2 separate regions of the Mus musculus genome follow, and region 2 is linked to region 1. A link is a contact called in public Hi-C data. All regions are on one chromosome and are shown on one strand. Each heading gives the region's core, a stretch centred on a gene start, on an enhancer-like site or on the middle of the called end of the contact. The rest is flanking DNA. Distances are from core to core; before and after follow the strand shown. Region 1 has its middle 42 kb from the start of Gm41020. Region 2 has its middle 14 kb from the start of Gm31977.

Region 1 (7,542 bases), core at 1,534-4,033:
GTGTAGCCTTGGCTGGCCTCGAACTCACTCTGTAGACCCGGCTGGCCTCGAACTCAGAAAGTCGCCTGTCTCTGCCTCCCAAGTGCTGGGATTAAAGGCGTGCGCCACCATGCCCGGCCCTCAATGTTCATTCTTGATGAAGTGTCCAGGTTGTATTCAGTTACAGGAATAGAAAGTGGACCAAGAAATGCTGCCCGCTATCCTAAGAAAACATTACCCTTCTTCCTGCCCAAGGCTAGTCCTAGCTCCGCAGTGACTCCTCTCTCATCCTCTCAGGGCTCTTCCTTCATAAAGAAGCCCTTCTTTTGCCTCTATAGTAAACTGCACTTCCTTCCTCTCTACCTCATTTTTCCTCCAGGTAAATACACTCAACTCTTCCTTTGAGTCCTGGGTCTTTTCTTGCATGTTATGTTCATGACCAAGAATCACTTCCCCAGAAAGGCATTTCCTTTTACTTAGAAGACTTCTCCTTTGCCTTCACAGCATTGACAAAAGCAGAAATGAAATGCCTCTGTGCAGGCCTGTGCAGTCAACGTTAGCAGAGGCAGGAGTCCTCTCCTCCGAGGCTAGCAGAAGGCACAGCCAATGCTTATCTGCACAGTAAAGAAGTGCTCCCCAGCCTCTAGCCACATTTTGCCTACATGCCTGTACCTGATGAGTATTTCAAAACGAGAGCCCTGTTGTTATTGTCCCTGATGAGCTCAGGGAAATGCTGTTGGAGCCTGAGCCACAGAACAAAGTCCAACACAAAGTGAGCCTGGGAGAACAACTCTGCCTTGCTCCTCACAAAGCCAAATGCACACTGCTGTGGAATGTTCTCTGAAGAAACTGGCATTCCTATTAAAGATCCCGTGGAGTATTTGACCTTGGCTGACTCAACGCCATGACTTTAGAGAGACGAAATAGTGTAGGTCAAGAGCCAAAACCATCTTGGACGGATCAAGCTCTCTAACAGCCAATTCTCTAACTTCTGTATCTGACCTGGCACTCTCCCAACTAACAGACATTTGTTGACTGGGTTGCTAAGCTTACGGGACCCCTGCCTCCATTGTAAAGCTCTAACGGACGGTTTCTCCTCTCCCCTATTGGCTGCAGTGTGACCTTAATTCATGTAACTCTTCCATATGAAGTGTGTCATTTCAGGGAGCTTGGATCACGGTCTTGAGCTCATACTCATTCTGGCTCAGCGGTTAAGAGAACTGGCTTCTTGCTCTTCCAGAGGTCCTGAGTTCAATTCCCAGCAACCATATGGTAGCTCACAACCATCTGTAATGAGATCTGATGCCCTCTTCTGGTGTGTCTGACGTGTACTCATATAAATGAAATAAATAAATCTTTAAAAAAAATTAAGCACACTCTGCTTTCCTGTAAGAGTAGAGCCATTAATTTAGTTTAGCACTACCTTTCCTAATATAAATAGCAAGAGAGGAAGAATGCAATAAGCGAATTCTGTGGCTGACTGATAGCTCTGGTAAAAAGACCAGCAGGGGCACCAGGCACAATGCAGTGTAGACTGGTTAACATACTGAGGCCCCAAATTCTATGCTGAGTGGACTCTTTCCCCACCAAAGGAAAAAAAAAAAAGCTGTGAAGACTTTATATTCTAAAGTTTAGACTCAATAAAGAAAGAAGCACGTGTTTACAGCAGCGTCCATTAGTTGTTAGGTTTTTTTTTCTCCTATCTTTTTCATCAGTGAAAACATTTGAACCCACTGTTCCACAGGAAAGGGACTCGTGTTTACTGAGCATTTATGATATGCCAGGCGTTGGCTAAATGTGTTTGCTTTATCCCATTTCAAATAGTTTGTTTAAACTCAACAGGATATATCATATCCATTTCTACAACAGCGAGTCTTCATTGTCAGTCTGACTCAGCGTAGAAACACTATGGAAACGTGAGTGTGTCTGAGGGCACTTCTAGAAAGGTTTAACTGAAGAGGGAAGAAGACCTTGGAATGTGGGTGGCACCATCTGACAGGCCCGGTCCCTGGCTAGATAACCGAGGTGTGGTTGAGCAGTCTCGGCCATTATCTCTGGACAGAGTTCACTTCACCACCTTCCTGACTCGGTGCCTTATGGACGATACCTTTAAACCATGAGCCCATATAAAGTAGTCCTCCACCGAGCTGCAGTTTCTGTTGAACATCTTATCACATTAATGAGAGATGTAAGTAAAATGCATTCTAAAAATTAAATGACAGGGCAAAATGATCAAATGCACCAAGAAAAAGCAATACTATGTTCGAAGAAAGTTTAAAGGCACTGTACAATAAATGTGGGAGGTTTTTGATTGTTTTTAAAGGTAAAATTAAGCTATAGGTCATCTAGTGTATGTGACACTCAAAGGCTTAAGATTTCCACACAAACTCCTCTTGCATCTGTTTCTGGTTCTCTGTGTCCTCTCCCACATCTTATCTCCCCTCCCCCACCCCGTTTCTCTCTTCTGCCCCACTCTCTGAGTTGCTCTCTGCTCTTTTTCACCTTTCACTTAATCTGATTACCTTCTGCCTTCTTTTTTTCCTGGCTTGTTATCTTTTAAACCAATTATTGTTTTTTTTTAAAGCCTCTGTGGCTACTGACCTTCCCCGCCCCCCCCCGCCCCGCCTCCCCGCCCCCCCCCTCCCGCCTAAGCTGGGGAGAGAGAGAGAGAGAGAGAGAGAGAGAGAGAGAGAGAGAGAGAGAGAGAGAGAGAGAGAGAGAATCGCTTCCTTTACCTCGCCTGAGCCAAAATTACACCTGGTATCAAGGTGTTCGGGTGCAATGTGCAACCTAGATATAAAGTCCCAGGTACTCAGAGTCTTTTAGCTAATAACGGCAACGTCGGCAGAGCAAGTCCCAGCGTTTGAGCTGACGCCTGAGCCTGCTGAAATTCTCAGGTTGCCATGTTGAGTAAACCGCTTGTAACTCTGTAACTCAGAGACTTGGGAGGTCTCCGCAGATGAGATGCTGCCGAGCAGTTTGCTAGAACTTGCATTACAAGACCAGAAACCTCAAAGGGAATTCGCCCTGTGGCCATCTGAAAGTAACACCGTGTGGAAAAAATCAAACTGGTTGACCTACAAGTCTGCCCTGCTAGTTAAATCTGAGAGTAATGGGTCTGCTTTGGAAACTCAAACCTACCTAATGAAGGATGTTTCTCCTTGGAGTGAATGTTCAAACCACACCTGGTATAAAACACCCTTCTAAAGCTGAGACAGGGGGCTGGAGAGATGGCTCAGCGGTTAAGAGCATTGAGTGCTCTTCCAAAGGTCCTGAGTTCAATTTCTAGCAACCACATGGTGGCTCACAACCATCTGTAATGGGATCTGATGCCCTCTTTTGGTGGGTCTGAAGACAGGCTACAGTGTACTCATGTAAATAAAATAAACAAATCTTAGAGAGAGAGAGAGAGAGAGAGAGAGAGAGAGAGAGAGAGAGAGAGAGAGAGAGAGAGAGCTGAGGCAGATTCCTGGAAGTAGTTTCACGTAAATCACGAGGCTCGCCGTTCTCCCTTCCCTCCAAACAAGCAGGCAGTGAAGAAAACGAGTGTTGAAGACCAGAGCTGGTGGGTAGGTGGTGAGTAGGTTTAGAGCCGGGCCGAGCATCTGATATCATTTCCTGAGAGAATTCCTGACAAGATGCAGTAAGTTGCTAACCCGGGAGGGGTGGGAGAACTGTTGTTATGAGCACTTAAGGACCAAAGTATTGTTTCTGGCAATAAGAGCAGCATTTCAAATCTGCAATCTTATGTCTTTCACATCTCTTGGGGGAACAAACAGTTCTTCATTTTATGAGGAAGTCTTTTTAACAAAACAAAACAAAGCAAAAACAAAAAACAACAAAAACAAAAACAAAACAAAAGTCTCCTAAAACCCAAAAGTATTTAGACCCCTGCCAAGGCCCCTTACTCCCTTCAACAGTACCCCAGCATGATGTCTTGTGTCATTTCAATGCATGTATTATTCCAGTAATACAGTGTGCAATCTCTGCTTAACGAATGCCAGCGTTATACTTTGGAGATGAGCAAGTGAATCATCCAATTGGTTTAGGAAAAGAATTGCTAGCTTCTAATTGGAAGAGAAAGGAGGAGGAAGGAAGGACTGAGGTAGGAGGGAAGGAGGGAGGAGAGAGCTCAGCTGGGGGGGAGACGAGGCTGTATGGGAGCTCTCCTGGGGCCTGAATCTTAGCAGAGCTTTTCATTCTCTCCTATAATTCCAGGAATGAAATAGACATGGCAGTTATAAAGAAGTTTTGCAAATTTGCACTCCAAAAAGGACCACGGCCAAAGCTTTTCTGGCTAACCGCATGTAACTGGTTCAATAAATGAGTTTGACTCCATCAGGGGTGAAGGAAAGCGACTCTGCTCTTTCTAGTTGCTTTGCTTTCAGACCCTTAACGGGTCCTTCTCTGCTCTGATATAAACTCTCTGGAAAAGCCCCCAGCTCTGCTGCCTCTGCTCAGATATCTGCCAGCCCAGTACCATTGACAATCAAAAGGTTACACTCTCGTTTGATTCAAAGATGGTCCCCAAGCCTCGCTCCCCTGCCATCTGTCCTCAGAACTGAATTAAGCTTGCAAGCCTAAACATGGGAAATATTGAAGGGGGGTGGTGGCACAAGAGGACGCTCCTCTTTCCAGCTCCACTACCTTCTAAATTTTTGCCTGCCATTCGTAGCTTTCTTGTAGTCCAATGGGAGTGTGTGTGGCATTAAAACAAGAACATAAAATTAAAAATTTAAAAGTCTCTACGATGCATCTTAAGAATTATAAAGTAATACTGTCAGTATCTTCAACGTTTCTTTTATGCTTGATGCCCCTTTCCTTCTTTTCTGGGTAACTAAGACATTAAAACTTGTTTAATCATTCCTTACTTCTAATTTTTAAAATTATTTATGTGTACCACTATGCATTTGTTACCCCGTTCTGCCTGGCTTGCAGTGTATGTATGTGGGATTATGTGTAACTTGTTCACGGTGTTAGTTCTTCAACCGTTGATACACTAAAGTATAATTCATTCAGCTTTGCTACTCCATAGTATTTAGCACTGTGAGTAGACCACGTTTAGGTACCCGCTCAACTGATGGTGAACACTTAAACTGTTCAGTTGTCTCTTTATGAACAACACTGCTATAAAACAATTCTATGCATGGGTCTTGCTGTGTGTATGGACAAGTCCTAGAGTAAAAACCTAAGTGGGGAGATTTAGTAAATCAAGATAGATTTTTCAGTTAGAAGGAATAAGTAGGAGAGCTGTTCTACATGATGGTAGCTACAGTTCATAATAAATTGTATATTTGAAGATTAGTGAGATTTCTAAATGTTCCAGCTACAAAAAAAATTTAATTGATGAGACATTGCATATTCCACATCTCCTAGACCATCCTTTCTACAGTGAGTCAAAGTAAACTGTTCAACATCAATACACACAGGGTTTGCTTATCTACCATAGATAGACAAATAGTAACAGTGATCGAAAGGAGCTCCTGAAGCAAAGAGACAGAAGCTACAGTGCCCTCAGAGTGTGCATTCGATGGTGACAATGATGGTTTCCTTGCTGAAACTGATTCAGTGGGAAGAGCACACGCTATTTTGGGCTCTAGAATGTTACTTATTATCTATTATTCCAGGAAGGCATTCAAGAAACTTCCCCCAGGTTTCTTGGCTTCTATGGGCTGGAAGGATAGATATTTATCAAAGATGGCAGACGTTTGCCAAGGGATGCTGTTGAAGAGGAACTGAATTGGTGCTAGACAAGAGAAACCAAATGACATCAAGGATATCTCTGTTTACAGTGCGGTATTGTGTGTGTGTGTGTGTGTGTGTGTGTGTATACTGAGCCCAGAGCTCCTATATTCTACCACTGAGCTGTACGTTCAGTGCCTGCTCTGTCCCTATTTATGGATAGCCATGTGATACCAGACAAACTAGGTTTCTTTCTGAGTTTCAGTTTCATGTTCAAAAGTGTGGGTTTGATGACCTTTGGGTCATTTGAGCTCTGACAACAGTCTGATTCAGTGACTTCAGAAGCACTCCTGGAAACAACAGTTTTGCATGCCCCCTTGTGGTGGCCTCTAGCACTGCAATTAGAGAAGCAAGCTTTAGAATGGTGGTTACTGACTCAAAAATTTCCCTGAGCTATAAATACATTTAACAATTAAAATTAAACAATATAAAAACCAAAGATATTTTGAAGTTATAGTTGTTCTTAAAAATACGTTTAAACTAAAAGTTTCTGTTTCACATAAGTATGTTTTGAATAATTGTGTTTTTTAGTAATACAGTTATTATTTTGCATTAACTTTTTTGTAAATACTTTTTTTGTGTGATACTGGGGATCAAACTGGTGTTTTGTACTATGTGGCGCATTTCCTTGCATATTCTTGGCAGAGCTCTACCACTGCAATACACCCTTTACTCTCCTTTTCTAAGGCAAATTTATTGTTAATAAAATATAAAACCATATAAGTACATACTGGTACATGAAACCATACACGTTGTATGCATTATGGGGAACTCTGTGATGTTTCAATATATGTATATATTGTAAAATGTTTAGCTCAACTTAAACATGACTCCTCAAATATTTACAATTTTATAGTAAAACACTCAGAAATCATTTCTTATACCTTTTTGAAGTATGCAGCAATATTTTCTTTCTACAGTAACCCTACTACAACAGCACACCAGTACTTCTTACTCTAGTTATACCTTGGTACCTACTGACCGAGTTTCATCATCTCCCTTCTCCCCTCTCATCTCTAGCAATCACCATTCCATTCTTGTCAGTCTGTGAGGTATGTGGGTGTATGTGTGGTGTGAGTGTGGTATGTGTGTGTGGTATGTGATGTGTGATGTGTGATGTGTGTGGTATATGTGTGTATGGTATGTGTGTGTGTGGTGTATGTATGGTATGTGTGTGATGTGTGTGTGTGTATGTATGGTGTGTATGTGATGTGTGTTGTGTGTGTAGTGTGTGTGTGTATGGTATGTGTGTGTGTGGTCTGTATATGGTATGTGTGTGATGTGTGTGTGTGTAGTGTGTGATGTGTGTGTGTATGGTGTGTGTGTAGTGTGTGATGTGTGTGTGTATTTTGTGTGTGTGTATGGTGTGTGTGTGTGTGGTATGTGTGTATGGTGTGTGGGGGGAAGAGGGGTGTAGATGGCTAAGGTCAACATCAGATGTTATTGCTTTCTTTAGTTGCTCTCTACCTCTTTTTTTTTTTTTTTTTTTTTTTTTTTTTTTTTTTTTTGAGACAAGGTTTCTCAGTAAGGGGAAGCAGTTAAGATGGCCAGCCATTCAGCTTCAGGGACTCACCTGTCTCAGTCCACCCAAGGCTCAGATTACAGGGGCATGCCACCAACCCCACCTTTCACTGCTTTCACCAGGGTTCTGGGAATCAAGCTCAGGTTCTCAACTTCCAAGTCGGGCTCTTGGTAGACTGAACTATTTCCCCAGCCTGTGGTCAACCTTTTTTATTCACATATAGGTAAAATGATGTAATGTAGTATTAGTCTTTGTGTGCTTGCTGTATTTCACTGCACATAATGATCTCTAACCTCATT
Region 2 (7,542 bases), core at 3,632-6,131, 370 kb after region 1:
ACACTCTCCAGGATGAGAGCAAGGCTGTTTGGCCAAGTGACGTGAAGGTGGGCACTGAAGTGGGTGGATCACTTTGAGCACTGAAAAGGGACTTCTAGAAAGAGTTTCATCTGGCAGGAATGGCAGGAAGCCAGCACCTTATTGAAATCTGCAGAGCATCACATGCCTGCCTGAGGAGCAAAACAGCTCAGAGAGCTTTAGTGAATAAAGAGCACTGCCCTGTGGGGTCTGATGATGTGGCTGAGAAGGTTTAGAATAGTTGAGAATTGAGAATAGTCTAGAATGGGTCTTTATTATTGGCTTTCTGCCAGCAGTGTTCATGGAAGTCCATCACGGCAGGCCTACCTGCTCCTAATGAGGAAGAAGAGTAGAGAGGCCTCTTTGTCTTTGTTGGCAAATATTTTACATTTGCATCTCCCACGGCAAGAAAAGGTAGCACCACTAATATTACCCACAATGCCAAGGGCCTTTGGGAACACTTTGATCTTGCTTTTGTAGCACTCCAAAACCGTCTGCTTAATGTTGGTCGTGTTATGACTCTCGCGTGATATCATCATTGGTGAACCATTGATGGGACAAGGGCAGATCTTACCAAGAACCCTGGAACCTGTCAGTAATTCATTTACACAGGAAAGTTCTGTCAGGTTTATCACTTGGAATTTCTTTTTAAAATTATTTATGTGTGTGCACATGTGTGTTTTCATGTGTGTTTGCTTACACATACATGTATGCTACATGTGTGCGGGGTGTCTGCAGAAGCCAGAGGATGGTGTTGGATCCCCAGGAGCAGGAGTTACAGACAATTGTGAACTGCTTCACGTGGGTGCTGGAAAAGGAACCCTGATCCTCTGGACGAACAACAAGTTCTCTTAACCACTGAGCCACCTCTCCAGCCCCTATCATTTGGAATTTTATAGTCTAAGTGTGGAAGAACACATTTTAAAAACTTGTCTTTAATTCTTTAGGTATTGGCAGGAAAATGTGACCTCCTTGGATTTTTTGGCTGCACTCTTAGCTGCATGAGACTAGAGGAGAGGTCTCACACACACGAGGGATGTCTCTTTGTCATCTCATATGACTTCAGGCCAGCCTAGAGAGCACAATGGCATGGCCTCCATGAGGCCAGGGACACTGACTGTAGTAGCCTGTTGACCCTGTAGGCTCAGAGGAGAAGGCCTGACAGGGCAATGGACCCTGTGAGGGGTGATTGAACCACTGTGAGCAGCACTGTACGCTGGAGCAGCGATGCAGTCTCCATAATGCCATTCAAGGCCAGGGCCAGCAGAGGAACTTCTGTGGCCCGGAACCTTGACCTTGTCCTGTGTCTGACATGAAAACGTTCCAAGCTAGAGTCCCACACTAGGTAACCCATTCTCACTGGACCTGGTGACAGGAACACCTGCTGGCTAATGGCAATCATCTAGTCCCTGAGGTCCTTCCCCTCCTGGCACCCAGGGCTTCTCAGGGTAGGATGCAGGTGAAGGATAAGAAAATCAAATGCAGAAGGGGAGAAACCAGGACTGGTCCTGTGTCATCGGATTCAGGGTCCGGATGCCTCTCCCAGGGGGCACAGTTGGCAGTGGCCATTCCTAGCCTAGAGGAGGAGAGAGTTTTGACGAAGGTACCACAGGCCACCAGAAGCCATGTAGGAACTGGTCCAGGTTGGAACCACTGTCTGAGTAACCCTGAGAAGGGACATGGGGCCCAGGCAGCCATGCTGGTGTGGGCCACCAGGCTGTACTGATCTGTGCCTATGTTCTTGGGATCAGTCCAGCCTGGAGACTCTGGGAATCATCACACTGCTGAAAATAGCTCCATGAGATGGAATAATTCTGAGATTTCTCATTCCCAAACTTTCCTCTTCTTCCTAAAATGTGAGAAGCCAGCTCTGTCTCTTCCTAGGAGGACACAGAACTCTAGAGCAGGGATTATCCTCATAACGGTTTCTAGAACTACTATTGCTTATGTAAACTTACAAAAACCTCCCAGTCCTGGAGACAGACAGCTATGCTGTGAAAAGCCACAGACCCAACCCCCTTAAGAAACAGTACTTGGTTTGTACGTGTAATGGTTTCAGGGTTCTGTACCAGGCAACACTATGCTCTTATGGTGTCCCTGCCCCCCACCCCCACCCCCAATATCATTATTTTAGTCTGATGTCTGTTTAGCCAGGGGAATAATTAATTAACAATTAAATCTGCTGGAAACACACTGCCAACAGCACTCCGTAAATACTGACAATGACTGAGGCTGCTCTTTACTGGTATCATCAAATTGGTAAGAAAGTGGTGACATCCCACAGTCAGGTGTCTGAGGCTCTGTAACCTCACAGAGAAGGAAGTGACATTCAGAGAGCCAGAGGGGAGGGTGACCTATTGGACCTCTCACAAGACAGGAGAAGTCCTGGCTCTCAAGGCTCCTTTTTTTTTTTTTTTTTTTTTTCTACTTTGTTGCCCTGGTGTTTTTGAGAAATGGCCGAGACCCACACAAGCCGGTTCAGAAGTTTGTGATGTCAACTACTCCAAAGAACAGTAAAATCTCATTAAGTCCAAATAATTGGAAGAACAACATCTAGGCTGAGCTGGAGAAAGGTTTGAGCTATTTTTAAAAAAGATTCCCAGCGTCTTCCTCTCAAGGCCGTGTAGTAAATTAAAACAAATAAGTACAGAATGAGGCCGAGGAGGTCTAACCAAATTGGCTCAGAAAACAATATTTATGCACTCTATAAACAGCACATTAATAGTTTCGTGTAACTGGTGATTGCTAAAGATATTTTACGGATTTGGGGAGGTTTGTTGTTGTTGTTGTTGTTGTTAAAAATAAGCTAACTCTTTCCTTTGAAAGCTTATTTTTGCAGAGTTGGTGGTGCACACCTTTAAGCCCAGCGCTTGGGAGGCAGGCTGAGGCAGGTGAGTTCAAGGATAGCCTGGTCTACAAAGTGAGTTCAAGGACAGCTAAGGAAACCCTGCCTCAAAGCAAGCAAACAAACAAACAAACAAACAAGAAAGTAAAGCTTATTTTTATGTAAAAATGTACATAGGAAACTCACACATTTAAAAGTAAACAGAGGTCAAATAACTCATTAAAGCTATCATGACTTTAATGGTATATAGATTAATCAAATTTAATGACAAACTATAAAGCTAAACTAAGAATCAAATAGAACTGAGAGACTCCCATTCATTATCCCTCCTCCTCCTCTTCTTCCTCCTCTTCCTCCTCCTCTTTCCCCCTCCTCCTTCCCTCTTCCCCTCTTCCTCCTTCCCCTCCTCCCCCTCCCTTCTACCCCTCCTTCCCTTCCCCCTTTCTCCTCCATTTTCTTTCTTTGTTGTTTTGAGACAAGGTCTTCCTATGTAGCCTATCAGCCTCAGCCTCCCTCAGGATTGGAATTCTAGGGATACATCAGTACACTCAGTGTGTTCAATTTTCATCACTGAGAAAACAAACAACCACCAACAAGAGTAACCCAGAATGGCCCAATTAGGTTTTTTTTTTTTTTTTTTTGAAAGCAGCACAAATTCTTTACTACACATTAAGGATAGCCACTTTCGTCCCAAGAATCTTGCATGATCATCCTAAGCAGCCTTGACTTATCATAAAAGGATAATTATCAGTAAAATACAGTTTGGCTAGTTTTCCTCTCTCTTTCTCTCTCTCTCTCTCTCTCTCTCTCTCTCTCCAGTTTAGTTGTGTTCCACTGGGTCAGCACTATTTCTGTAGCTCACAGCAGTACAATGATGACATCTGTCTCCTTCATTTTTTACTCCCTTTTTTTCAGTCTCCAAGGCCAACAGAGTGCCTCCAGGTGCTTAGAAACCAGAAACATTTGTGGCTGTTACTTCTCTCCTGTGTCGCGGGTGTCCTGCCCTACCTACTGCCTTTGTGACAAATCCTTGCATTTGAAAGTCATCGATGTTTTGCTGTTTTTAAGAGGCTGAACATTCGTTAGGAAGATGTTGAGAAACTTGAGACTCTTCATCCGGTAGCTTTTTGTTTTGTTTTTTTGTTTTTCGAGACAGGGTTTCTCTGTGTAGCCCTGGCTGTCCTGGAACTCACTTTGTAGACCAGTCTGACCTCGAACTCAGAGATCCGCCTGCCTTTGCCTCCTGAGTGATGGGATTAAAGGCGTGCACCACCATGCCCGGCTCCGGTAGCTCTTTAACACAAGATCGCGCGTGCCTACCCCTGAAGCAGCTCATGGGTGCTTCTATTTTCCTTTTTTATTGCTTTGGTAGGCAGCTTGTGGGAAGTCCAGAGTGGATGAGGGCATGCTGTTCAGTAACGGTGGCTATTTGGGAAAACAATCTGAAAAGTTGATAAGCACGTGAGTGTGCTCACAGCGGGGGAGAATTCTAGGGAATCTGGTTGGAGACATATAAGGCTTTTCTTGCTGGGTTAGCTGTCCTGGATGTTATCCAAAGATTCACATGTCTTAGGACTAGGGGGAAAAAAACTGCCCAAAACAAAAAGGGATACAGACATTTCTGCCAAGTAACATGAATCTATGCCCATGAAATAGCTCTTGAAAGCAAAGCCAGGGCTTTTCAGGTCTTCCCTGCTGGTGAGCTGCTGCCCCCATCTGGAAACGTTGGGAACTGAAGTTTTTTATTTGTTCCAGGCCAGGTCTCATTCTCTAGGGGCTGCCTTTGTCCTGTGCAAATGTGTTTTTGCTGAAGTTTGAAGAAGTGCCATAATCTGATAAGTTTATTCAGTTTCTGTCGAATCCGAATAACTCCAAGGATTTTTATTTCCCCGGGTCGAAGATGTCTCCTTAGCTTCGGGAACCATCTGTTCTGGCTCCACTCTCCTAAGAGGCTAAGTTAACCACCGCATCCTCCTTGGCAGCCCTGAACTAGCAAGGAGCGCTTCCTGACTTGGCATCTTGCCTAAAAGTATCTGCCCTTAAAAGGTAGCGTTTGGACTTTGATGGTCAGGACTTGGGCTCTGATTCCACATTGGAAAGAGAGGCCCCTTGGTCTTGCAAACTTTATGTGCCTCAGTACAGGGGAACGCCAAGTCCAAGAAGTGGGAGTGGGTGGGTAGGGAAGTGTGTGTGGGGGGGGAAGGTATGGGGGACTTTTGGGATAGCATTGGAAATGTAAATGAAGAAAATTCCTAATTAAAAAAAAAATCTTTAGCCGGGTGGTGGTGGCACACACCTTTAATCCCAGCACTTGGGAGGAAGAGGCAGGCAGATTTCTGAGTTCGAGGCCAGCCTGGTCTACAGAGTGAGTTCCAGGACAGCCAGGGCTATACAGAGAAACCCTATCTCGAAAAAAAAAAAAATCTTTATACTTAACTCAAATAAACTCTTAGGCCTTAAATGAGCCTTCTCTTTTAATGAGTTCTGGGAGCAATATGCGCTTGGAGGAGAGACTGAGTATATATTTTTTAAAGTCAGATGGAGAAGCCCACCACTAGGAGCCAGTGTTGATATACAGTTCAAGAATAGCTTAACCATCGTCGTTCCTTCTGATGACATTTTTTAAATCAAAGGATAGAAAAATGATGAAAGGCTATGATATTCTGTGCTGTAATAAAGTTCTGGAAAGGATATTAAAGGGAAATACATTTTTCAGAGTAAGACATCTGGAAGTCCAGTAGCCTTTCTATCATCTAAGATGGAAAAATACTGAGCTTGCTTTGAGAATGTAAGAGAGATAGAAGATAGCAGTTGGCAAAGAAAACCAGGTTGGGCTCTAAATGCATTAGCTCTGTATTCTGGGAGCAGGGAATTAACTGCTAAAAAATTCTACAAGTTTGTTTTTTTTTTTTTCCAACTTCAAACACATTATCTGTTTTAATATTCTAGCATTCCAATGAAGTAAACAGTGCTGCTATTTTTTATAGCTGGAGAAATTGAGGTGTAGATATTTTGTACAGGACTAGAATTACAGAGCCACAACGAGTCAAGTGGAATCAAAACAGCCTCATGTCTCATTTGTCTTTTTTATTGTTTGAAAATTGTATGCACAGTCCACTCCCTCCCAGCTCCTCCCATATCCCCGTCTCTCAACTTCATGCCGTCTTTTTAACATCCACTGAGTGCAGTAAGTGCTGCCAGGACGTTGTTGGGTATGGAGCGGGGGGGGGGGGGGGGGGGGGGCAAAGGCAGGAGCATACAAATGACTGGCCTGGCAAGGTCAGCCCCCCTCCCCCACTCCACTGGAGCAAAGGTGGCATGAATGCTGGGAAAGTAGCCAGTCACTTCCTCATTGGACTGTGGAGTATTCAGTCCCAGAGTAATTTATCTCACTCCCGTCTCCCTAAGGCTTAGGTATCATCAGGAAACAGGGTGTGGAAAGAGTGAAGCAACTAGAGGTAGTACCAGGAAAGAGTATGACTTAGCTAGGATTCCTTTTGCTTTTCAGATCTGTTTTCCTTTTTTAAAAAAAATTTTTAGGGCTGGTGAGATGGCTCAGTGGGTAAGAGCACCGACTGCTCTTCCGAAGGTCTGAAGTTCAAATCCCAGCAACCACATGGTGGCTCACAACCACCCGTAATGAGATCTACTGCCCTCTTCTGGTGCATCTGAAGACAGCTACAGTGTACATATAATAAATAAATAAATCTTTAAAAAAAAAAAATTTTTTTAGTTTACACTGTAGCTGTCTTCCGACACATCAGAAGAGGGCATCAGATCCCATTACAGATGATTGTGAGCCACCATGTGGTTGCTGGGAATTGAACTCAGGACCTCTTGAAGAGTAGTCAGTGCTCTTAACCACTGAGCCATCTCTCCAGCCCTTAGTTAGGATTTCTACTGCTGTGATAAAAGGCCACGCTCAGAAGCAATCTGGAAAGGAAAGGGATTATGTCATCCTTCAGCTCATAGTCCTTCATCTAGGGAAGTCTAGACAGGAACTCAAAGCAGGAAGCTAGAGGCAGGAACTGATGCAGAAGCCAGGCAAGAAGACTGGCTTACTCAGTTTTCTTTCTTACACATCCCAGGACCACCTTTCCAGGATTGGCACCACATACAGTGGGCTAGGCTTTCCCACATCAATAATCAGTAAAGAAAATGCCCCTTGGGCTTGCCCACAGGCCATTCTGATGGGGGCACCCTCTCAGTCCAGGCTCCCTCTTCCCAAATGACTAGCTTGTATTGTGTTCACATAAAACTAGTTAGAACAGCAGTGGTTTCTGGATGCAACAGGCAATGGCACATATTCCTTTACAATAGTTGTGATCACGTGTGAAAGACCTACATAAGATCAATCCAGTCGAAACTCCCAGCATGAACGTGGGAGGGACTCATGAAGTCCCACCCCTAGCTGAAGCGGTATTGGCAATGGATGCCTTCTGTGGGAGAATCAGTTTTCTTTAGGGATTTGGCCCCAATAAAGCTACTCCTGCTCCGGTAGATGGCCTTACATGTGCCCACATATAAAGTCTGGCCCTCTGAAAGAGAAATACATTCTCTTAACCACTGAGCCATCTCTCCAGCCATGTCTTTTAATTAAAAAAAAATTTTTTTTATTTACTTATTTTTTTGAGACAGGGTCTCACTATGTCGCTCCAGCTGGCTTGGAACTTGATAAG

What was found. Hi-C and Micro-C count contacts between places; a contact is called where the count stands out from the background.
Region 2: a contact with region 1 is called in a Hi-C map of uterus, with 4 times the contacts expected there. The contact joins two enhancer-like sites. A contact is called at or near these places in 3 of 15 datasets of contacts at CTCF or cohesin (the G1E-ER4 cell line, large pre-B cells and pro-B cells) and 31 of 484 Hi-C or Micro-C datasets (the 3T3-L1 cell line, B cells, the Ba/F3 cell line and 22 more).

Annotation. Positions count from the first base shown.
Region 1 is chr13:93,237,333-93,244,874 of GRCm38.p6, forward strand. No RefSeq gene overlaps it. Among named protein-coding and RNA genes, the nearest start is that of Gm41020, 42 kb to the left of the region's middle. Within about 2 kb of position 2,784, at least 29 of the 459 cell types and tissues checked have an H3K27ac peak or open chromatin away from gene starts, as enhancers often do. A contact at or near this core is called in uterus, where this site is marked.
Region 2 is chr13:93,608,555-93,616,096 of GRCm38.p6, forward strand. No RefSeq gene overlaps it. Among named protein-coding and RNA genes, the nearest start is that of Gm31977, 14 kb to the left of the region's middle. Within about 2 kb of position 4,882, at least 31 of the 459 cell types and tissues checked have an H3K27ac peak or open chromatin away from gene starts, as enhancers often do. A contact at or near this core is called in uterus, where this site is marked.